Regions from separate parts of the Sus scrofa genome. Here all the other regions are linked to region 1. A link is a contact called in public Hi-C and HiChIP or PLAC-seq data. All regions are on one chromosome and are shown on one strand. Each heading gives the region's core, a stretch centred on a gene start, on an enhancer-like site or on the middle of the called end of the contact. The rest is flanking DNA. Distances are from core to core; before and after follow the strand shown. Region 1 holds the start of STX16 (syntaxin 16). Region 2 holds the start of ANKRD60 (ankyrin repeat domain 60). Region 3 overlaps PPP4R1L. Region 4 holds the start of PRELID3B (PRELI domain containing 3B). Region 5 holds the start of RAB22A (RAB22A, member RAS oncogene family). Region 6 holds the start of CTSZ (cathepsin Z). Region 7 holds the start of NELFCD (negative elongation factor complex member C/D).

Region 1 (2,801 bases), core at 195-2,694:
GTAACCCTCAGCCAAAACAAACAAACCCCCACAACAGTCATCTTCCCAGGCCCTCCCCAGTAAAAGATTCTACTGCTGGGCTAAGGAAAGGTTCAGGTGAATTAAATAGAAAACCCTGTGCTATTGGGGCGGGGGGTTTAATTTTCACATACACGCCCTGGTTTTTTTGTTTGTCTTTTTGTTTTTAAAGTTCGCATGGAGGGGAACGCTTAATTTCCTGTCTGGGAATGGTAAACGAGGAAGCTAGCACCTTACAGCCTCACAAAAAGAGCCCCCAGGAAAAAAACAGGGAAGCAATTATTCACAGGGAACACGGCCACCCAGAGGGCTGCGAGGCCATTAAAAGAAAACAGGGGGGGAAAAAAAAAATAATAAAACACCAGCTCCTTCCTCGTTTGGGGGAGGGTATGGTTCATTTGCAAGGATTTAGGTCTGAGATCCTGCATCTCGACCCTGAGAACCAAAGCGAGGCTCAGGATGCGGGGGCGGAGGGGGGGGCGGCTAAAACAAAATGAAACAAAAAAGGCCCAAAGCTTCCAAATCTTAGCGCTAAAACATATGTAAATTGGAGGCGGCCGGTCGTGCAGTGACGGCTGGGGGGGGGAAGGGGGAGGAATTGGAAGGGATGCGGAAGTGAGAGAGGGCAAGGCAGAGGTGGAACGGGGGCCTCAAACTGTTGTTTTTTTTTTTCCCCCATCCAGGGTTATCGCTGCTCTCGGACCTTTGCCAAGAGACCTTGCACTTCCGTGCTAGACTTATCTTCTTTTTTAAACAGAGAGACAGACAGAGACAGACAGACAGGCAGAGCCGCAGTGCACACGGGGCGTGTGTCGGAGAGGCCGCCAAGAGACTCACCGCAGCAATGCTACGTGAATGCAGAGGGCTGGAGGTGGTGTGACTACTCACTTGCTCGGCTAACAGCTGCCGGGTTTGGATGGAATTATTCCGCAACAACAAGAAAGCGTCGGTTAAACGCCTGGTGGCCATGGCTCACCCTTTGTGATTCCCCTCTCAGGGGCCCCCACCCACTTCAAGTCCAGGTTTATTCACTTTCTTTCTTGCAGCTTGGCCTAGTCGGGCCCCCCCCTCCACAGAAGCTTCTCTTGACAAAGCCTCAGGCCTTTAGCCAAGCAGGTGCTGCTTCGAGCTTCCTCTGAGCGCAAAGACCCCTCCCCAAATAACCGCCCAGGCTTTCCAATTGTCTGAGTCCCCCTCCCCACGACCTGCTTCGATCTCTAAGCACTTAAATCCCCCCAATCCTTGCGTTGCTAGCCAACTTCCCAGAGACCCCCTCCCCAATCCGACCTCGGATCTACAAGCGTCTAACTCGCCAATCCGGCTCTGGACTGGGAGGCTCTGAAGCCCCCTACCACATTAGTCTCTGACACCCTTTAGGGCCCTGGTTCCCTCTGGTTCCCTCGCTCTAGCAGGGCTCACACGCGTCTGGGCCGTGCCCTGAGGCCTGCCTCTGGCTCAGTTCCCCCAGCAGAGGCCGGGGAGGCCTGGTTTAGGCCCCCTTTGGCCAACCCGAGGCCAGGCCTGGGCCCTGGGCTGCTGCTGCTCCCCACTGGGGCCTTGTCGGAGCCTGCTAGGGCCGGGGCCCGACCTCCTGACCCCTTCCCTTTGTGGGCAGCCCGCTTCTCCACTGCCACAGCAGGCTGCCGGCCTCCAGGAGGGCAGCAGGGCCTGCCCCCACGGCCTCCTCACTCCTCTTCTCCGGCTCCCTCCATCCCCGGATCTGCCTGCTGCTCAGCCCCGGGCCGTTTCCGTGCTACGGTCCCGGGTTCTGGCGTTCCCCCTGGCCCTCTTCCTGTCCGTCTCTCGCGAGTGCCCCCCTGCGACGTTCACAAGCCTTGCTCGCAACGTTCCGGGCGCGGGAGATCCCTACCCCTCTGCCCCGGGGCACGGGCGCGCTCCGCCCTCTCCCGGGGTGCTCCCGGGACCGCTCGGTTTCCCCTTCCCTAACTGGGCCTAGGCACCGGGAGCGGGCCTGCGGGCAGGCCTGAGCCTCGAGAGCGTGGCCCCCACGTTGCAGACAAGTGCCAGGGGCCTTGGCGCGCTTATTAGAGTGGAGTCGAGCGGCAGGCAAATTTGGGCTCCAGCAGCGCCGAAGTTTCGAGACGCGCGCGGAGTTGGGGAGGGAGAGGAAAAGTTGGAGACGACTGCCTCTGGAGGCCGAGCACGCTCCACTGCAGGCGGCGGCTCGCGCTCGCTTTTTTTTTTTTTTTTTCTCCAATTCTGAAAAAAAAAGATGTATCAGAAAAACAACCAGGAGGGGGGGTAAAAAAAAAATGCCAAAGCTACAGCTAGAGCTCCAGGCCGCCTGGGCCGCGCCGCTGCTGGCAGCCGGGGGGGTCGTGGGGGGCGCCCGCCCTCCCCGGCTGCAGCTTTCTGTAGGGGGCACTGCAGGGTTGTAGAATCTCAAGTGGAAAAGTTCCCCGAAACTTCGACAGCCCCCCGCCCCCAACAACTTTTCCCTACCCCCTGGGCCCGCGTGCCAAGCCTGGCCCCGCGCCCCCGGCGCCCCCGGCTCGTTTTCCCGCAGTCGGATCGGGTCCGGGAGACCCCCCACGACCCCGACACTCTGTTGGGTGTCCGGATAGGCGGGATTCGGGAGGGGGCTCCGCTTGAGCGCGTTGGGATCCAGCTACCCGAGCCCGAACGCGGCGGGCAGCGGCCCTGCGGTCACCCCGCAAGGGAGGCCAGAGTCCTGCGGGGTGTCTGGCCCCGGGGCCACGCCACGAGCCGCCCAAGGCCACCCCACCGGTGGCAGGAGGTTACCCTATGGGCGCCCCCGAGCC
Region 2 (2,801 bases), core at 203-2,702, 410 kb after region 1:
CAATTTTTACTTTTTTTAATTGCCTAGAAATTGAGAGTGTCATATTGTTAAAAATCTCTTGATCTAGCAGCAAGTAGACTTCTTCAACTGGAATCTGGTATTCTGTTCAGAGCTTCATTTTTCCATTAAGAAAAAAAAATTCGCTTGAATTTGTGAGGATGGGTTCGATTTGCATATGATTTGCCTGCGGAATCAGATGTGCTTGTAGAGGTTGTCAAGACTCTTTGGTAAATAATCTGACCTTTAAGTTTTGAGTGTCCGTGTTAAGATTTTTCTGTAACAGGAATGCCTTTCCAGTGAGAAGACATTTTTATGACTGTATCTTCCCTGCAAAAAGTATGTTTAAAGCTCACATTTTAGTCTTGGTTTGTAACAGCTGAGATGTTTCTAAGATTGTTCTGGTTGCCCTTGCTGTTCTCATGGATTCAGCGCCCTACCCACTGACTGGTCACAGGTGTGGTTGTGAGTGTGTGTGATTTCACCACCTGACGTCCCCTTCCTGTTGACTTAAACAGCCAGTTTCTTCCCGAGTCAATGGAAAAGCACCAGCTGGTTTCTTAAAGGGGTCTCAGCGATAGAACCATCTCAGCGCCCCCCCCCCCCGTGACATTTCACCCTTGTTAAGCATTTTCATCAGCACCTTTCCCACTCCAAGAATTCGAGAACGTTTTCAAAGTTGATGGGTCGTGATGGAGCTTTGCAGATTTTCAGAAAGATCTGTCTTCCACTTCCGGGGTGCGACGTATGGGGCTTTTTCACTGTCAAGTTGGGCCAGATCTGCCTAAACGGAGTCCTGTTTCTGCAGTGTGGGTTTTTTTCCGTTCATGCTAGAAATGCGATTTTTAAGCATGACTAAAGACTGCACTTCACAACTCTCTGCTTTACCCAGCGATGATTCACGCATAATTCCTCCAGGTAGTTGGCCCCAAATTGTGCAATGATTGTGTTTTAAACAGACACGGAGAAGAGATCACAGGTGCCTAAACGGCCACAAGCCGCTCCGTTTTCCAGGTTACAGGAACTGACATTAAGAGCAACTTGGAAGCTGCGAGAAGGAGTTGGGATGTGGCCGGAGCTGGGTGCGCCGGGACGCGGGGCCTCTGGGCGGCGATGCCTCTGTATTGATCTCAATAAATCTCCCTCTTACTTGAGGAAGTGCCTGTGCCCTTTCCTGGTTTCAGCCGCGCCACCCGCGTCCACGTGCAGCCCCGCCTTGGTTGGTTAATTGCCGCCCCGGGGGGAGGGTGGGCTCTGTTGTCCCAGAGGGGGCGCCGGGGCGGGGGCGGCGATGACGCGCGGCCACCGCGTGGAGCGGGGATAACGCGCGCCGGGGCCCGGGGGCCGGGGGGCTGGGGGGCGCGCGGAGCCGAGGACGATGCGGAGGGCGGGGGCAGAGGCGCAGGCGGAGAGGTCGTCGCGGGGCGCCGATCGTCCCGACCCCGCGGGCCGCCGGCCAGACGGGCAGGGGGCGGGCTCAGCCCGGCCCCAGCTCCTGGCCGCGCAGCCCGGGGTCCGCACCCGCGGCTACAGCCGTGTTGGGGACCCGCAGGCCGTACACTTGGCGCTCGACGTGGCCTCAGACGTCTTCGTCGTGCGAGTGCTGCTGGAGGATTCCGGGGAAATGTGCCGAGTGACCAACTGCCACAGCGACATGACCGTGCGGGAGCTCAAGGAGGAGCTGGACCTGAGGCTTGGCATCCCCTTCAACCTCCAGCGGCTCCAGTACCTGGACCAAGGTGGCCCCTGCCCGACCCCTTTCCTGGCCGCACGTACTCCCCAGACCCAGTCCCCTTCCCATCCTGCGGTGCAGGAGGGGAAGCCTGCCTAGGAGCACCCCCAGAGGTCAAAACAGACCCCAGTCCCCTGGAACCGCAGGTGGAAAAGCCAGCCCTGACCACCTAAGGAATTCCCAACTGCAGAAAACCCGGGTCCGCCTTAGACCTCAAATCTCCTGGCAAACCCCACCTGTGTTGGGTCTCCAGTCCCAAAGCAAGGTGTGCGACCTGCCTACCTGAGCAAACCCTGTCCTCATCAGAACCCCAAATCCCCAAGCAGCAGGACCCTCAGACCCCCAGACCCCATGTCTTCATCTGGGACCCAAGTCACAGAGCTGGCAGTGCCATCCACACAAGACCTCAAGGGAAACATCTGTTCTCAGTGGGACCCCACAGCCTCAGGCAAACCTGCTGGTCAGGACCCCAGGTGGAGGCAAACTTCACATCCCTGTGCTGGGCTGTGGGCCATCAGAACGCCCCAGCCCTGCCCCAGAGTGAACCCCAAATCTCCAGGGTTACCATGACTACCCCAGAATCCCAAATCTTTCCATAACTGTGTCCTCACAAGGGCTCTAGAGCTCTGAACAAACCCACTCCAGGACCCTCAAACCAAGGCCAAACCCGCCCCAGACTGAACCCCAAGTCCCCAGGCTAACCGTGTGACCATCGGCAATCGTATAGACTCAAGGACGTCAAAGCCTTAAACTCTGCCCTTCCCAGGGCCTCGTCTCTCTCACGAACCGTACCTACGTTTGAACCTCGGATACAATCCCCAAGTGACCCCTGCTCACAACCGAAACCTAGATCCCGGATCCGACTCGACCCAGATCGTGACCCCAGATCCCAGGCCGGATCCACTCGATTCGGAGACCCCAGTCTCTTCTTAACCAGTTGCATACCCGAACCCCAATCCTTCAGCCTCCTCTGTCTACATAAGGATGCCAGAGCCCAAAATGAACTCTGCTCGCCTCTGGACTCCCAGATTCGAAACTAACTCTGCCGGCATCTGAGAGTTGGTTCTCAAAC
Region 3 (2,801 bases), core at 79-2,578, 380 kb after region 1:
AAAATTGCTCCCCGTGTCCCCTTATCCCTCTAGTGCCTGTAAGGTCTGTAGTGCATCCCTTTCATTTCTGCTGTTGGTAATTTGCTTTCCTCTCTCGCTCTCATTTTTCCCTTTCGTGATCAGTCTTGCTAGGGTCTATCGATGTTACCCATGTTTGTAAAGAACCGTTTCCCGGCTTTGCCGATTTCTCTGTTGCTTGTTTGCCTTCTCGCTGATTCCTCTCCTTACTCTTTCCTCCCTTCTACTCGCTTGAGTTCCACTTGCCTGTAGTTTTCTCGCTTCTTAAGGAGGAATCTTAGTATTTTTCAGCCCACCTTCTTTCCTCCTCTAAGCGTTTAATTGCACATTTAGTGTTTGTGTCTTTGTGATGTGCTGGCTCTGTTCCTAGGAAGCGGCTTTCCTGCTCTCGGGGCGGGAGGGATCCGCAGCTCGTGGTCTTCTGGGCTGTCACGGGAGCCCCTCTGGCCCTCTTGGCTTCCTCTCTGTCAGCGTGTGTTCGTTTACCTCTCTTTACCCAAAACCTTAGGTGTCTTTACGTTTGAAATGTTCCTCCTCTCGTTAGAAGAGAGTTTGGTCTTGCTTTTATGTCCAATCTGATAGTTTCTGCCTTTACCTTTTTGTCTTTTTAGGGCGGAACCCGCGGCCTATGGAAACTCCCGGGCTAGGGGTCCAATCGGAGCTGCAGCTGCTGGCCTACACCACAGCCACAGCAACACAGGATCCGATCCGTGTCTGCGACCCACACCACAGCTCACGGCAACTCTGGATCCTTCACCCACTGAGCGAGGCCAGGGATCGAACCCGTGTCCTTGCGGACACGAGTCGGGTTTGATAACGCTGAGCCACGATGGGAACGCCCCAGTTTCTGCCTTTTAATTGGAGTGTCTAGTCCATGTGTGTTTAATGTAATTATTGATATTTTTGAATTTAATTCTGCCATTTTGTTATTTGAACACCATTTGTCTCATTTGTTCCTCTGTTAATTCTTTCCTGCCTTCTCTTGAGCTAATTGAATATTTCTATGGTGTTGCATTTTAATCCCTCTACTGGGGATTTTCAGAAAATACGGTGTCTTGCAGCAGTGGCTCCGCTCAGCCCTCTCCTCCTCTGTACTTTGTTTTCATATACATTGTTATTATGTATGTGTAATGTATTCACAAAATTTTTTTAAATTTAAAATGATATACTACAGAGATTCTGGATTCTGTTTTATTTTTCTAAAATGATTTGGTTTTTTTTTTTTTTTTTTTACGTAGCAGGCAGTTGTCTTGTCTGTTTCCTTTGTGGTAAGCAGCAGCTGAAGCCTCTGCTCAGTTGGTTTCATTTCTGGCTGTGGTTTTTCTGCTAGATCCCTGGGGTCTCTCCCTGTGTGTGTCGCTTAGCAGTCAGCCAGAGCTCTCAGGAAAACGTAGACCCAGACTTTGGACCTTACTTGCAAATTTCTCCCATTGCTGTTCATCTTTTAGGAAAAATGTCCCCTCTGGATCCCACCTTCTGGTTTCTCTCCAGTGTTCTTAAATAGTTGTTTTGTTGTTTCCTTTCAAGATTCTGCAGTTGTCATCTGCAGGAGCGGAAGCCCGACCAGGCGACTGCGTTATTACAAGAAGTCCTGACTCTTGCAGAGGTTCTGTTTCTGGGATGGGATTTTCCCCCTGCTCCCTGTCATCACCCGATTTTCCTTTCAGCTCTTGAGCACGTTTATAACAGCTGCTTTCACGGCTGCTAATTCTTTTTTTAGTTAAAATAGAGCTGACCTACAGTGCCGTGCCAGTATCTGCTGTTCAGCAAAGTGACCCAGTCGTGCCTATATATACAACCCTTTCTTATGTGATCTTCCATCACGGTCTATCCCAAGACACTGGATATAGTTCCCTGGGCTGCACAGCAGGACCTCCCTGCTTCTCCATCTAAATGCAGTCGTTTCCGTCTACCAACCCCGAACTCCCAGTGCCTCCCACTCCCCCCCCCCCCCCGCCCCCGGCAACCACAAGGCTGTGAATCTGTTTCTTTTGTAAAGAGGTTCATTTGTGCCATGTTTTAGATTCCACGCAGAAGTGATATCGTGTGGTATTTGTCTTTCTCTTTCTGACTTAATTCACTTAGTATGAGAAGCTCTAGTTGCATCCATGTGGCTGTAAATGGCATGATTTTTTCCTTTTTATGTCTGAGTAGTATTCCACTGTACCTCTATCTTAATCCATGCATTGTCAATGGACATTTGGGTTTTTCCCACGTCTTGGCTATTGTGAATAGTGCTGCAGTGAACATAGGCGTGCGTGTATCTTTTTGAATTACAATGTTTTGTCTGGATGTGTGCCCAGGACTGGGATGGTTGGATCATGTGGTCGCTCTGTATTTAGCTTTCTGAGGAACCTCCAGACTGTCCTCCGTAGGGGTCGTACCAACTTACATTCCCACCAGCAGTGGAGGAGGGTCCCCTTTCGCCACACCCTCTCCAGCACGTGCTGTTTGTAGACTTATTCACATGGCCATTCTGACCAGTGTGAGGTGGTGCCTCATTGTAGTTTTGATTTGCATTTCTCTAATAATTAGCATCTTTGCATGTGCCTGTTGGCCATCCATATGTCTTCTTTGGAGAAATGTCTATTTAGGTTAAAGTCCACTAACTCTAACACCTGGACCTTCTGTGGATTTGTTGCCGCTGACTGAGATTTTTGTTGAGTATGTCGCATTTCCCCCTTTTTCTTCATGTCTGTGGATTTTTATTTATTTTATTTTATTATTATTATTTTTTTGCCTTTTTCTAGGGCTGTACCCGCCGCATATGGAGGTTCCCAGAC
Region 4 (2,801 bases), core at 129-2,628, 340 kb before region 1:
AACTCCCCAAGAATTCACTCTAACTACTGTAGGATTTGGGTTTTTTTCAGTCCTAGGTACCACAAATTGCACTTAGCAACTACCTAACCATATTATTTCCTTCCTGTCTAATGTAATTTTTGTTTCTTTTTATAAAGGGCTTCGGCTATTTAAAAAAATTATCCTCCCTCCTAAATTAACCTGGCTTTTATTTGTTTTTAACAATCAAAGGAGCTAAGAACAAGAATGAGGCAATGCTTCTAACTAGCTTCTAAGTAGCCAAATGTAAAAATCTTCCTCCATAGCCATCGTTCAAAACAGCAAATTGTTTTCTTAGGGGGTACCGACCGTTTGTGGATTGTGGTGGGGACCGGGGGAGGGAGGGCTTATCCTGAAAGCTAGGCCGGTTTGTCCACTGATCAAGGCTCATTTGTGGATGAAGCCACGTGCCGTTCCTTCCTGCCCCTCACACCTTAGTCATTCACTCATTTATGCAACAAACATTATGTAGGTGCAGGGGATGGTTGGACAGGTCTGGCAGGGGCCTCAGCCTCAGGAGCTTACAGTCTAGTGGAAGCCAGACAGATAAAGAAGGTGACTCCATTAGTTCGTTCACTCTGCAAATAATTATTATTGCCTTTTTCAACAAATAGCCATTGAGCCCTTCCTGAGCATCATCTTTGACCACGACAGGCAAGATCCTTGTCCTCAAGGGCTTACATTTGAGTGGAAGTTAAACAAGGTGATCTCAGGGAGTGAGAAGTGCTAAGAAAAATGCAACAGGATGTTGTGACGGAGGCACTAAAGGCTGGGGGCGCTGCCGAGGAAGGGGACACCGAGCTGAGACCCATCCCCTAAACCCAGCGCCAGGGAGCTTTCCATCTGCACTGCTGAGCAACTGCTGAGCACTCGTGCTTCCTAACCACACCTCTGCCGGGCGCTAACCGCCGAGGGGCAACATCTGTGGGAGGATGGGTGAAAGGAGCAGAGGGCTGACCGCCTGGATGGTGGTTTGACTGGTTAGCTGATGAACTGGTTGACTCTGGTCCCTCCACTGCCTGGGTTGAGACAGGAGGTAGGAGGAATTTTCTAATGGGGCCCCGTGGACATCTGCTCAAAGGAACACCGAACACCGCAGGGACTGTCAGAGTAAGCGGGGCCGATTGGACCCGTCCACAGACCTCGCAACACAAGGCAAGCACCGGCCGGCCGAGCGAGGAGGTAGAGGCCAGCCGGGCCGGGACCAACTCCGCCCAGAGTTCAGCGCTCCCGCCGACGCCCGCGAGGGGGCGGGCCGCGCCTGCGCAGCACGGCGCCCGCGCTGGCGGCCCCGGACCCTGCCCTCGGAACTGCGCCGGCGCGGTGCGCCTGGCGCTAAGGGGCGGGGTTCCGTTGCGCCGCGCGCAAGGCTGGGGCAAAACCCGGGCCGGGATAGGGCGTGGGGCCGCGCGTCGGGACGTCCCTCGCGTCGGGCCCGAGGGCGCGTGCGCACTGGGCGGCCGGCGGGGCGGCTGAGGGGCGGGGCGGGGGCAAGAGTGGCCTCCTTGCCTCTTTGTGCCCTATCGCCGCCCGGACACCGCGCAGGCCGCCGGCACCATGAAGATCTGGACTTCCGAGCACGTCTTCGAGTAAGTTTGGGGCGGGAGTGGGTCGGCGAGGGCCACGGGGCCACTGCGGGGGGCAGGGCGGGGCGGGCCTGGAGCCGCAGCGGGGCCGGGGCGCCCCTCAGGAAGCTTCCCGGCGTCGGGCCCTCGGGGGGAGCTGGGCCCGAGCCTCGGAACCCTGGGGGGCGCGGGCTCAAGGTCACGTCTCCGGCGACGCCCGGGGCACGGCCCGCAGAGGAGACGGCCTGGGACAGGCTCCACTCCGGTGACGGGGGCGTCGCCGGGCACGAGGTCCTTACCTGCGCTCGGGGTGGGCGAGCCCCCTCGTCGTCGCCCCAGGCCTTCTTGCACAGCCCCGTGGGACGCGACCCCGAGGATCCCCGAGGAAGGCGTGGAGTGTCGAGGTCTGGCCGCCAGGTTTGGGTGGAGTTGCTCACCCGGAAAGTGGATCTAGGGTGAGCCCGGGCGACCAGGAAGCAGAACTTTTCCGGCAGCTCCTTGACCTGAGGATTGGAATTTGTGGCCTTGGAATTTGAGTCCAGGGTCCAGATTGGGCTCCAACAAGCTGTGTGACCTTGGGTTACCCGGTTTCGTCCGAGACGTGGAAGGTGGTGGTGTCCTCAGGGCCTGCCAGCGCTGAGATGCCTGCGAAGCCACGTTCGTTATCATCTTTTGGTTTCGGAGAAATACTTAGGAATGAAAGTAGGCCCTAAATCGGTCGAATGTTGGGAATTAAATTCCCTTCCAGGTCTCTGATGCTCCCTGCAGCAGAACCACACATTTAGATGGCTGGATCCTTTTCTGCCTAAGCACATGGTTGGTAATCTCACTACTTTTTATTGCCTAGTCTTTTTTCTTCTTGATTTGAAATGCCGCCTTTGTCCTAAACACTGTTGTGATTTATGTTTTAATTCATTTCTGAGCTAACTGCTCTATTCCACTGATGTTGCTATTGTTGCCACACTGTTCTAATTTTTATAGCTTGGTAGTTTGTTTTAGCTTAACCATTTGATTTTGTTTTAAACAGTGTTTCCAAGGACAGTTTTTCAACGAAGCTGTAGACTTTTTACATACTCAGTGACTCAGGCACAGGCCAGAGGTCACTGGGTCCTGGAAAGTATAGAATGTTGGAATCAGAGGGAAGAGTCCTTTTCTCCCTCATGTTTACAGGCTTTCTAGCGGGGAAGACCCTAAATTTGTAGTCTTTCTGATGTTCTT
Region 5 (2,801 bases), core at 169-2,668, 330 kb after region 1:
CTAGAGTTTAAAATGAGGATGCCGCCCCCTGTGACACATTTTTAATGAGAAAGGACTTTCAATACACCTTTACATGTATATTCAATAAGCTCCATCTCTTACCCTATTGTTGGGTTGATGTTGGGATCAAAGCTGTCTTCCACAAACCGCCACACAATGCTGGATTTACCCACACCTGTATCCTGAAAGAGAATGAGACAGGTGAATCAGAAAAGGTTTACCTGCTTGAAGACACTGAAAACGATCTTGTGCCAAGAGCTGAGGACTTTAGAAAAATCATCCTGAATTTTAGAAGTTAAGGGACACCAAGGAAGTCTTTATAAACATTCAGTGGAGTACTTCGGAGATTTCAAAACGGATTGTAGGAGAGGGGTTTTGAGCTTTTAAGAGACACGAGAACCTTCTGAAAGACCCAAAGTCTCTGCTTAGTGTGAAAAGTGACAAACTCACTTGCTTTCTGACCTGTATAACTCACTCTGAACTCTTGAATTACTTCTGAGTAATCCCTGATATATCCCAGCCCCACCCAATCTGGGAAAGAGGAAAACCAATGGAAATCTTTATCAGTCTTTCAAGCAGCAACTCAGGAGAGCATCAACCTCAGATATGCTCCCAAACAGCAAAGGTGCCTTGACAAGACAGGAAACTTAAGCTGCAAACTAATTTTGGGGCCTCCTGATTTGAATGTCTCCCCCCGCTCCACGAAAAGTAACTCTTCCTGAAGTGTCAGGGGTATCCCACAAGTTCAAAAGACCAAGCTTTGTAAAACCTAAAGGCCTGTTATGGGTTTTACTTTGCAAGACTGGGCCAACTCCTAACTAGTACATGGGTAGGAAACTATTCAAGAGCTGCTCTTAACCTAGATGCAAGGGGAGGCAGGGAGGGCTCTTCATCCTCTGGGGGGCAGGACGACTCCTAGGGCTCCAGACAAGGCGGAAGGTCCCCCGGCCCAGCAAAACCTTCAGGAGGGAGCGGCCCGGTGGGCTGGACGGCCCGGGGGCTGGAGGGTGGGTCCCGGGGCAGGTAGGCGGCGTCCGGCGCGGAGGTTGGGGGAAGGGGCGGGGGGATGTGGGCACGCCCGGGTCCCCGGCCCGCCCGGCCTCCCGCGGCCCTCCTGGCCAGCCGGTCACCACTCACCCCCAGCAGACACACTTTGAGCTCCCTCAGCGCCATGGCCCGGGAGCAAGGGGCGCGGGCCCGCCGCCGCCCTAAGTTGAGGAGGGAGAGGCCCGGCCCAGCACGAGCATCCCCCGGCGCCGCCGCCGCACGGCCTAGCCCCGGCTGCGGGGCGCGTCTAGGCGGCGGCCGCCCGTTCGCCGGCCCTCGGCCCGGCCCGTCCGTCGCCAGCCGCGCGGGGCCCTCCTCAGCAGCCGGGACGGTGCGGCGGGCTCCCGGGCGCCTCCGCTGCCGCCATCTTGGGACGCCAGCCGGGTCACCTGACCTCCCCGCCCACCTCGGCAGCCACCTTCGCCGAGAGGGCGGGGCCGGCCGGCGCCGCGAGGCTGGCGGGGAGGCCCGGGCCCGGGGGCGGGGCCCGAGGCCAGATTCCCCGCCCCTCTCCCGCCGGCCCCGCCCCCTCCCGCCGGCCCCGCCCCCGGGCCCATCCCAAGATGGCGGGTGAGTGGGGCCGGGCTCTTGGGGCGCCCCCTCCCCTCTAGCCGTGATCGCCCCGCGAGGCCGGGGGAGCCCTATCCCGGCCCCGAGCCTGCCTGCCGCAGCCCCCTCGTAACTTCTTGTGTGTCTCTTGGTTTTCAGAAATTCCCCCGGTACTTTGTGGACTTGCCGGATGACTTAGACGATTGTAAGTAACAGTTGGGGCGTCCCCGCCCCTGCCCGGGAACCTCTCACAGAATTCGGGGTGCACTGAACTTGGGGGTGGGACCTACAAACTAGGCTCGGCGCGTTGGGAGCAGAAGAGCGGGACCCCAACTGTCTAGACCACTTGTGGCGGTCCCTCCTCTCTGCGCGGGGCGGCCGAAGATGCGGAGCCCCCTCCCCGCCACCGGGAGGATTTTTGTTGTTGGGACACTTCTGACTTCCTGTCACTTTCTTCCTCCTCCTCCTCCTCGTGCCCCTGCGGCGGCCCTGCGGGGACCGGCGTCCAGAGTCCCGGAGGTGCTGGGCGGGAGGAGGCGTGGCCGCCGTGGGCGTGGGGGAGCGACCCCCCGGGTCTCCGCTTTGCCCTCCCTGGGCACTTCCCCGAGGGCGGGCAGTTGGGAGGCCCGGCTCTCCGGTGGCCGCCGCGGAGTTCTCACGCGTCCTGGCCGCAAGCTCACCTCCGCCTCGTCCAGGGAGCCCCTTGTCGCCCGCCTTTCTCCAGGGGTCTCCTTCTCCTGTCACGTCGTACCCTGTCCTTTAACATCGCTTTAAGGGCAGATGGCTGGGGAAGGTTTTCCTGGACTTGCAAGTTCCTAATTGTGGTGAATGAAGCTTTGCTTTTCCATTCAACAAACATTTCTTGAGCACCTGCTGGTTCTGGGCTGGGCCAGCCCGGCACCCACAAAGATGAACCATTCACCAGGCTGACTCTCAGGGACTCAGGGTCCGGGGAGAGACTTGTAAACAGATAATTACCACGTGGGGGATGCCTGCTGGTGAAGGAGGTCGTACATCATCACGGTGGTCAATATTAATGGGGGGGGGGGCTACTGGGCTCTTCCTTTCCCCACCTGCACGTTTCAGAATAGTAAGAACTGGTGTTTACTGAAAACACCATAGGTCAGGCACAGTTTAAACCCTTTACACACATTGTCTCTCTTATTTTTATTTTATTTTACTTTATTTATCTTTTTGGTCTTTGT
Region 6 (2,801 bases), core at 163-2,662, 310 kb before region 1:
GTGGCTGGACGTTGCACCTCCTGGACCTTGACCATCTCTGGGGACCCTGGAGTCCCCACAAGAGTTGTCACACTGTAATATTTGACCACGCTGGTCATTCTTTGACAATTATGAGCTTTTAACTTTTTCCTTAGACCAAAAAGCCACCACCCAGGCGGAGCCTCCTTGAATGATGGAGGTCACGGGTGTTGGGGACAATTGTCCCGGCTTTCTTCCTCACGTGGAGGAAGGCGGAGGGTTGGCGGAGTCGCCGTAGCCGTGGAGGGGAGACGCCTGGGCAGGGGAAGTCCCGGCTGGCACCGCCCTTCCCGCACCTGCTTCACCCCAGGGAAGGGAAGCCAGAGACTTTGGGACCAGGCCCAGGACACCTGCCGGGGCAAAGCCGCCTCTGGAGACCCGGGTTCCGGGCCCCGCCCCCACCACTCACACCTGAGAGTTTTCTTGGAACTGGAGGCCACCCTCGCCCACCGCCCAACCAGGAACTGTGCTAAGGGCTGGGAGGCGCCGACTTTCCGCGAAGAGAAAAGACACCTCAATGGAAAGAGGCCGTGGCCACACTTTGCTCAGTGATGGCACCTCAGGAGCAAGGACCAAGCCCTGTTGGGGTGCCGTGGGTGTCCCAGGGCTTTCGGGGGGGGGGTCACGGAAATTGCTGGAAGACCACAAGGCAGCCGCTGTGATTTCTGCTCGCAGGCTTAGCCCAGGGAAGAGCGGGAGATGGGGTGGGGCGTGGGGGGCTGTGGGAGAGCAGGGTCTGCCCGCCTCCAGACCCTGCAGCAGAGGCTGTGGGCCCCAGAACAAAACTCTGGGCCCTCCTCCCCCGAGACAAGGAGGCCATGCTGTGGCCACCGCTCACGAGGAGAAGGGAGTGTGCCCACTGCTCACGAGGAGAGACAAACACTTGAGTTGCGAAACCGAGGCCTCAGGGGTCCCACTTCTGCTTTCCCTGCGTTGGAAGGCGAAATGCTTTGTGAGCAGAAACCTGGTCAGGCGGCTTTGGAAGCCGCAATGTCAAATTCATGGTGCATCGCCAAGGGACGGTGCCCTTTGGGGCATACATTTTCTAAAAGGATCCCCCTTCCCCTCTGTATAAACATCTCTCCAGAAAGGTCCTGGGCCTTCTGGAAACGGGAGGCAGAAAGCTAGACGCCGCCTCCTCCCCGGACTCGGGGAACCCCTGTCCCCGGGGGTGGGGGGGGGACTAGATGGGAGGGGACAGCTCTCCTGGGCCAGGGGTCGCCAGGATCCAAGGCGGGCGGCCCGAGGAGAAATCGGGCCCGCGGGCGATCGGAGGCCCGCGCCCGCTGGTGGGGTCCGGTCTGGGGTGCGGCGAGGCCCGGGGCGCGTGACCCGAGTCCGGGCTGCGGGCCCTGCGGGCGGCCGGGGCGGGGCCGGGTCACCGGGGCAGGAGCGCGCCCCGCCCCGGGGGAGGGCCCGCCCGGGCGCAGCCACCTTAAGGGCCGGGCGGGGCGCGGAGCCGGGTCCGGACCAGGCGGGGTCGGGACCAGGCGGGGTCGGGCCGCACGGGCGCGGGAGCCATGGCGTCGTCCGGGCCGCCGCCGCCGCTGCTGCTGCTGCTGCTCGTGCTGCTGGCGGGCGCGGCGCGGGCCGGCCTCCACTTCCGCCCGGGCTGCAGCTGCTACCGGCCCCTGCGCGGGGACCAGCGGACCCAGTTGGGGCACAGGTCGGGGACGGGGGGCCGCCCGACTGCCGGGGCCTCGCGCGCTCTCCCGCCTCTAGGGACCCTGCCGCCTCTTTGGGGCGCCCTGCCCCCCTTGACCTCTGCGGGTCAATGCAGCCCTTTGCTGCGGGGGCAGTTTCTCTCCCATTTGCGGCCTGGGCCAAAAGCCCCGTCAGCGCAGGAGGCAGGCCAGCCGCACCTGCCCGGCATTTGGGGCATCTGGGGCCTTGCTGGGGGAGCGGCCCGGCTCCTGCCTGGTTGCGGGGCGCGGGGAGGGAATGCGCTGCCTCCTGGATATTCTGGGAGGGTGGGGGTCTGCCCGCCCTCTCACTTGGGGGAGGGGAGAGGGCTGCCCGTGCCCCCCACCCCTGCGCCAGGAGCCCCCGTGCTGATTCTGCCCGTGGTGATCTGTTCCCAGGACGTACCCCCGGCCTCATGAGTACCTGTCCCCATCGGATCTGCCCAGGAGCTGGGACTGGCGCAACGTGAATGGGGTCAACTATGCCAGTGTCACCAGGAACCAGCACATCCCCCAGTACTGCGGCTCCTGCTGGGCCCACGGCAGCACCAGCGCCATGGCTGGTAGGTAGGGGACCACAGCCCCTCTTGGCTGTGGGCCTGGAAGGCCTGTCCAGCTGCCTTCTTGTCGGAACGGGTGGCTGCAGCGTAGGGTCGGGGGCCTGTGATTCTGTGCCAGGACTCGGCCTCGGGAGCTCTGAGCCTTTCAGGCCGAGGGACGCACACCCGGGGCTTGTGGGCGCCTGGCAGTCACAGGACTGAAGCCCAGTGACACCTGGCTCCCGGTGCCTTCTCTCTCCGAGGCGTGTGACCCCAGCCACTGGGGATCAAACCACAAACAAACTCCTCGGACCCCCCACTGGTGTTTGGGCACGTGCACGTGGAGCTGCAGTGCCTCATATCTGAGACCAAGGCCTGTCCTGGGCCTGGAATAGTGAGCAAGGCCGGCCCGCTTATCATCTGGACCTTAGCCGGCTGGCCGCAGTGAGGGCGGGAAGGAGGGGGAGTTGAGGCGACACCACGTGAGAGGGCTGCGAGGCCTACCTGGGGCGGGTGCTGACTGGGAAGGACGTGGGCAGGGCCCCCCCGAGAACGTGGAGCC
Region 7 (2,801 bases), core at 198-2,697, 290 kb before region 1:
GAACAAGACAACATTAGTCTTAGGTAATTCGTCTGAAGTTAGTTTAGTGGCGGGGTGGAATTACTCCCCGACACCCTGTTTTTTCGGGATCGCTCGGTGGTCCAGCAGTTGGACCAAGTGGCAATGGAGACTAAGCACTGAGTTGGGTCCCACTCCCACCTCATGTATTAGGTTCACGACCTTAGGCAGGTCACTGGGGCCTCCTGTCTCAATTTCTTCTTTTCCAAAATGAGTAGACGAACACTCAACTGCCTCTGGAACGTGGAACAAGGAGTATGAAAGCAGCTAGCGAGCACGGGCTTCCGACTAGCTAAACCCGACTCCATCCCCCGCCCGAAGCTCCAACACCGCGGAATGGTCCAACACTCGGATCTTTGTCACTCTCCACCCCAAACTCTTGAACAAGTCTTACTTTTCAGCAGCTCTCAAAGGCCCTTCAGACGGCGCTCCCTCCCAGACCTCAGGCCACTGCTTCCACCAGGCCACCAACCACACAGGCCTCCTTTCAGCTCCAGGAACACAGCGCCTATCTTTGCCTCCTGGTCCCCCGGCTTCATCGCCCCCGTGCGCCACCCGCCCCTCCACCGGGCACGCCCTGTCCACGCCTCCCCTCCAAGCTATCACTCCGACGTGTCCCAAACACACCCAACCTCGACCTGTTAGAAGGCAGGGTCCGAGGCTCCCGCAAAGGGCAACGGAGTCGCGGTCACCCGGGGGACGGGCCTGAGAAGCTGGATTCGGGCGGGTCTTAATGGGACTCGGGTTGGGGTCCCCCGGCGCCCGCGCCCGCTCCCTCCAGGGGAGAAGGTTCGGGCCCGTCCGCTTCCAAAGTCCCTTGGCCCAAGGATTGATAACTCAGCCAAAGCACTCAAGAGCAGGTTCTACAGGGAGGAGAAGTTCCACGTCCCCCTCGCCACGCGGACCTGGATTCTGTGGGATTTGTAACTACTTTTTAAACTGCGGGGCTGAGCCCAGCGCTCCACCTTCGAGGTGGTGTCCGACGCGCCTGGGCGCCCGGCGCTCCCGGGACCTGGCTCGAGGCCGCCCCGGGGCGGCCGGCGGGTCAGCTCGGGTCACGATCGGGGCCGGCGCCCCTGGGGCCGGACCGCTCACTGCGGGGGCCCCCTCGCCGGCGCCCCTCGCCCCGCGCGCTCGGCCCCGGCGGAGGCGGCGCGAGGGGCGGGCCCGGGCGACGGGGGCGCGCGGCGGGAGGGGGCGGGGCGGGCTGTGCTCGGGCCACGCGGCGGGGGCGCAGCCGGCCCGCCGGCGACGGAAACCAAGAGTCCCCGTCGGGGGCGCCCGGTGCCCCCCTCCCCCGCCCTCACCTGGCCGCCGTCCGCCTCGTCGCCCCACTCGGCCGCGCTCCCGAAGTAATCTTCGTCCATGATGGCGCCCGGCGCGGCCCCCGCCATCCTCTCCCGCGAGCGCGCCCGAGCCCGGCGCACGCATGCGCACGGCGGGCAGGAGAGCGCACGCGCGGCCCCGCGGCCCCGCCCCCTCCCCCACCGCGGACGCGCGCCTCGGCCCGGGCGGGAAGAGCCGGGCCAGGGCTAAGGGGCGGGGCCTGGACGGAGGGGCGGGGCCTGGACGGAGGGGCGGGGCGCAGAGGGCGGCCGGAATTGATCCGGGAGCACAACCTGGCTGGAGCCGCGGGCTCTGGGCTCCGGGCAGACGGGAAGACGTCTCGAACTACTTTCACACTTGGCCCGGGCTCGGGTCCCAGCCCCGTCCCTTCTCCACTGAGAGCTCGTTCTCTGACCATCCGTTTCCTCTTCTGACACCTGGGCCCCAGACTTGGCCTCCGTATCAGGCACAGGGTTTAGGGCCATGAAAATATTTCAGTTCTTCTAAAATGAGAAAATAAATAAGATAATAATGAATCCAGGCTGGATTATATTTGTACAAGTATAATTTGTATAAAGAACTAGCACAGTGTAAAATAAAAATTTTTAATATTTCTTTACAGAAGAAGGGCCCTCAAAGGCAAATGTCATAGTGTGGCCCTGGAAAAGGGGGCCTTACCATGGAAGTAGTTGCTAAGGGTAACTGATATGATGCTTTTACAGGCAGTCAAAAAATGATAGCCTATTAATTTCCAAAATATATAAATACGGAGTTCTATATGCTACGGGTGTGGCCCTAAAAAAAAAAAAAAAGACAAAAGACAAAATAAAATGAAATATACAAATACTCATATAGCTCACTATCAAAAAAACCAAACAACCCAATCAAAAAATGGGCAGAAGGCCTAGACAGACATTTCTCCAAAGAAGGCAAATAGATGGCCAACAGGCACATGAAAAGATGCTCAACATTGCTCATTATTAGAGAAATGCAAGTCAAAGCGACAATGAGGTGTCACTTCACACTGGTCAGAATGGCTCTCCTCAAAAAATGTACAAATAGGAGTTCCCGTCGTGGCGCAGTGGTTAACGAATCCGACTAGGAACCATGAGGTTGTGGGATCAGTCCCTGCCCTTGCTCAGTGGGTTAACGATCCGGCGTTGCCGTGAGCTGTGGTGTAGGTTGCAGACTTGGCTCGGATCCTGTGCTGCTGTGGCTCTGGCGTAGGCTGGTGTAGGCCGGTGGCTACAGCTCCGATTCAACCCCTAGCCTGGGAACCTCCATATGCCGCGGGAGCGAAGAAATAGCAAAAAGACCAAAAAAAAAAAAAAAAAAAAAAAAGTACAAATAATAAATGCTGGAGAAGGTGTGGAGGAAAGGAAATCTCCCTATGCTGTTGGTCTGAACATAAACCGGTGCGGCCGCTGTGGAAAGCAGTACGGAGGGTCCTTAAAAAC

The links. A called contact is a pair of places that touch in the nucleus more often than the background predicts. HiChIP or PLAC-seq counts read pairs in DNA pulled down with a chosen protein or histone mark.
Region 2: a Hi-C map of mesenteric adipose tissue shows a contact between it and region 1, with 2.1 times the contacts expected there. The contact joins the promoter of ANKRD60 here to the promoter of STX16 in region 1. A contact is called at or near these places in 1 of 5 promoter capture datasets (liver), 13 of 47 Hi-C or Micro-C datasets (alveolar macrophages, brain, embryonic fibroblasts and 8 more) and 2 of 2 datasets of contacts at active chromatin or transcription factors (alveolar macrophages and skeletal muscle).
Region 3: a contact with region 1 is called in a Hi-C map of retroperitoneal adipose tissue, with 1.8 times the contacts expected there. The contact joins the enhancer-like site here to the promoter of STX16 in region 1. A contact is called at or near these places in 7 of 47 Hi-C or Micro-C datasets (embryonic fibroblasts, mesenteric adipose tissue, omental adipose tissue and 3 more) and 2 of 2 datasets of contacts at active chromatin or transcription factors (alveolar macrophages and skeletal muscle).
Region 4: a contact with region 1 is called in a Hi-C map of liver, with 4 times the contacts expected there. The contact joins the promoter of PRELID3B here to the promoter of STX16 in region 1. A contact is called at or near these places in 4 of 47 Hi-C or Micro-C datasets (alveolar macrophages, fetal skeletal muscle, heart right ventricle and 1 more) and 2 of 2 datasets of contacts at active chromatin or transcription factors (alveolar macrophages and skeletal muscle).
Region 5: a contact with region 1 is called in an H3K27ac HiChIP or PLAC-seq map of skeletal muscle, with 6 times the contacts expected there. The contact joins the promoter of RAB22A here to the promoter of STX16 in region 1. A contact is called at or near these places in 3 of 5 promoter capture datasets (fetal liver, fetal skeletal muscle and liver), 3 of 47 Hi-C or Micro-C datasets (fibroblasts, heart right ventricle and liver) and 2 of 2 datasets of contacts at active chromatin or transcription factors (alveolar macrophages and skeletal muscle).
Region 6: a contact with region 1 is called in an H3K27ac HiChIP or PLAC-seq map of alveolar macrophages. The contact joins the promoter of CTSZ here to the promoter of STX16 in region 1. A contact is called at or near these places in 1 of 5 promoter capture datasets (fetal liver), 2 of 47 Hi-C or Micro-C datasets (embryonic fibroblasts and epiblast stem cells) and 1 of 2 datasets of contacts at active chromatin or transcription factors (alveolar macrophages).
Region 7: a contact with region 1 is called in a Hi-C map of liver, with 5 times the contacts expected there. The contact joins the promoter of NELFCD here to the promoter of STX16 in region 1. A contact is called at or near these places in 6 of 47 Hi-C or Micro-C datasets (embryonic fibroblasts, epiblast stem cells, heart right ventricle and 3 more) and 1 of 2 datasets of contacts at active chromatin or transcription factors (alveolar macrophages).

Annotation. Positions count from the first base shown.
Region 1 is chr17:58,838,984-58,841,784 of Sscrofa11.1, reverse strand. It overlaps STX16 (syntaxin 16), which reads right to left and starts at 1,444. Exons shown (of 8, transcript NM_001123199.1): 1 at 907-1,444. The coding sequence starts at 987.
Region 2 is chr17:58,433,320-58,436,120 of Sscrofa11.1, reverse strand. It overlaps ANKRD60 (ankyrin repeat domain 60), which reads left to right and starts at 1,452. Exons shown (of 4, transcript NM_001128449.1): 1 at 1,452-1,736. The coding sequence starts at 1,622. PPP4R1L reads left to right here. Exons shown (of 13, transcript XR_002340199.1): 13 at 1-1,155.
Region 3 is chr17:58,460,083-58,462,883 of Sscrofa11.1, reverse strand. The region is part of intron 4 of PPP4R1L; the gene reads left to right. Among named protein-coding and RNA genes, the nearest start is that of ANKRD60, 27 kb to the right of the region's middle. Within about 2 kb of position 1,328, at least 12 of the 83 cell types and tissues checked have an H3K27ac peak or open chromatin away from gene starts, as enhancers often do. A contact at or near this core is called in retroperitoneal adipose tissue, where this site is marked.
Region 4 is chr17:59,183,655-59,186,455 of Sscrofa11.1, reverse strand. PRELID3B (PRELI domain containing 3B) reads left to right here and starts at 1,378. Exons shown (of 6, transcript NM_001113697.1): 1 at 1,378-1,607. The coding sequence starts at 1,576.
Region 5 is chr17:58,513,602-58,516,402 of Sscrofa11.1, reverse strand. RAB22A (RAB22A, member RAS oncogene family) reads right to left here and starts at 1,418. Exons shown (of 7, transcript NM_001123174.1): 1 at 1,138-1,418; 2 at 103-182. The coding sequence starts at 1,173. It overlaps PPP4R1L, which reads left to right and starts at 1,581. Exons shown (of 13, transcript XR_002340199.1): 1 at 1,581-1,617; 2 at 1,756-1,801.
Region 6 is chr17:59,147,988-59,150,788 of Sscrofa11.1, reverse strand. CTSZ (cathepsin Z) reads left to right here and starts at 1,412. Exons shown (of 6, transcript NM_001123104.1): 1 at 1,412-1,684; 2 at 2,100-2,263. The coding sequence starts at 1,539.
Region 7 is chr17:59,127,722-59,130,522 of Sscrofa11.1, reverse strand. It overlaps NELFCD (negative elongation factor complex member C/D), which reads right to left and starts at 1,447. Exons shown (of 15, transcript NM_001113698.1): 1 at 1,326-1,447. The coding sequence starts at 1,412. LOC106506736 (a long non-coding RNA gene) reads right to left here. Exons shown (of 3, transcript XR_001302258.2): 3 at 1,579-1,847.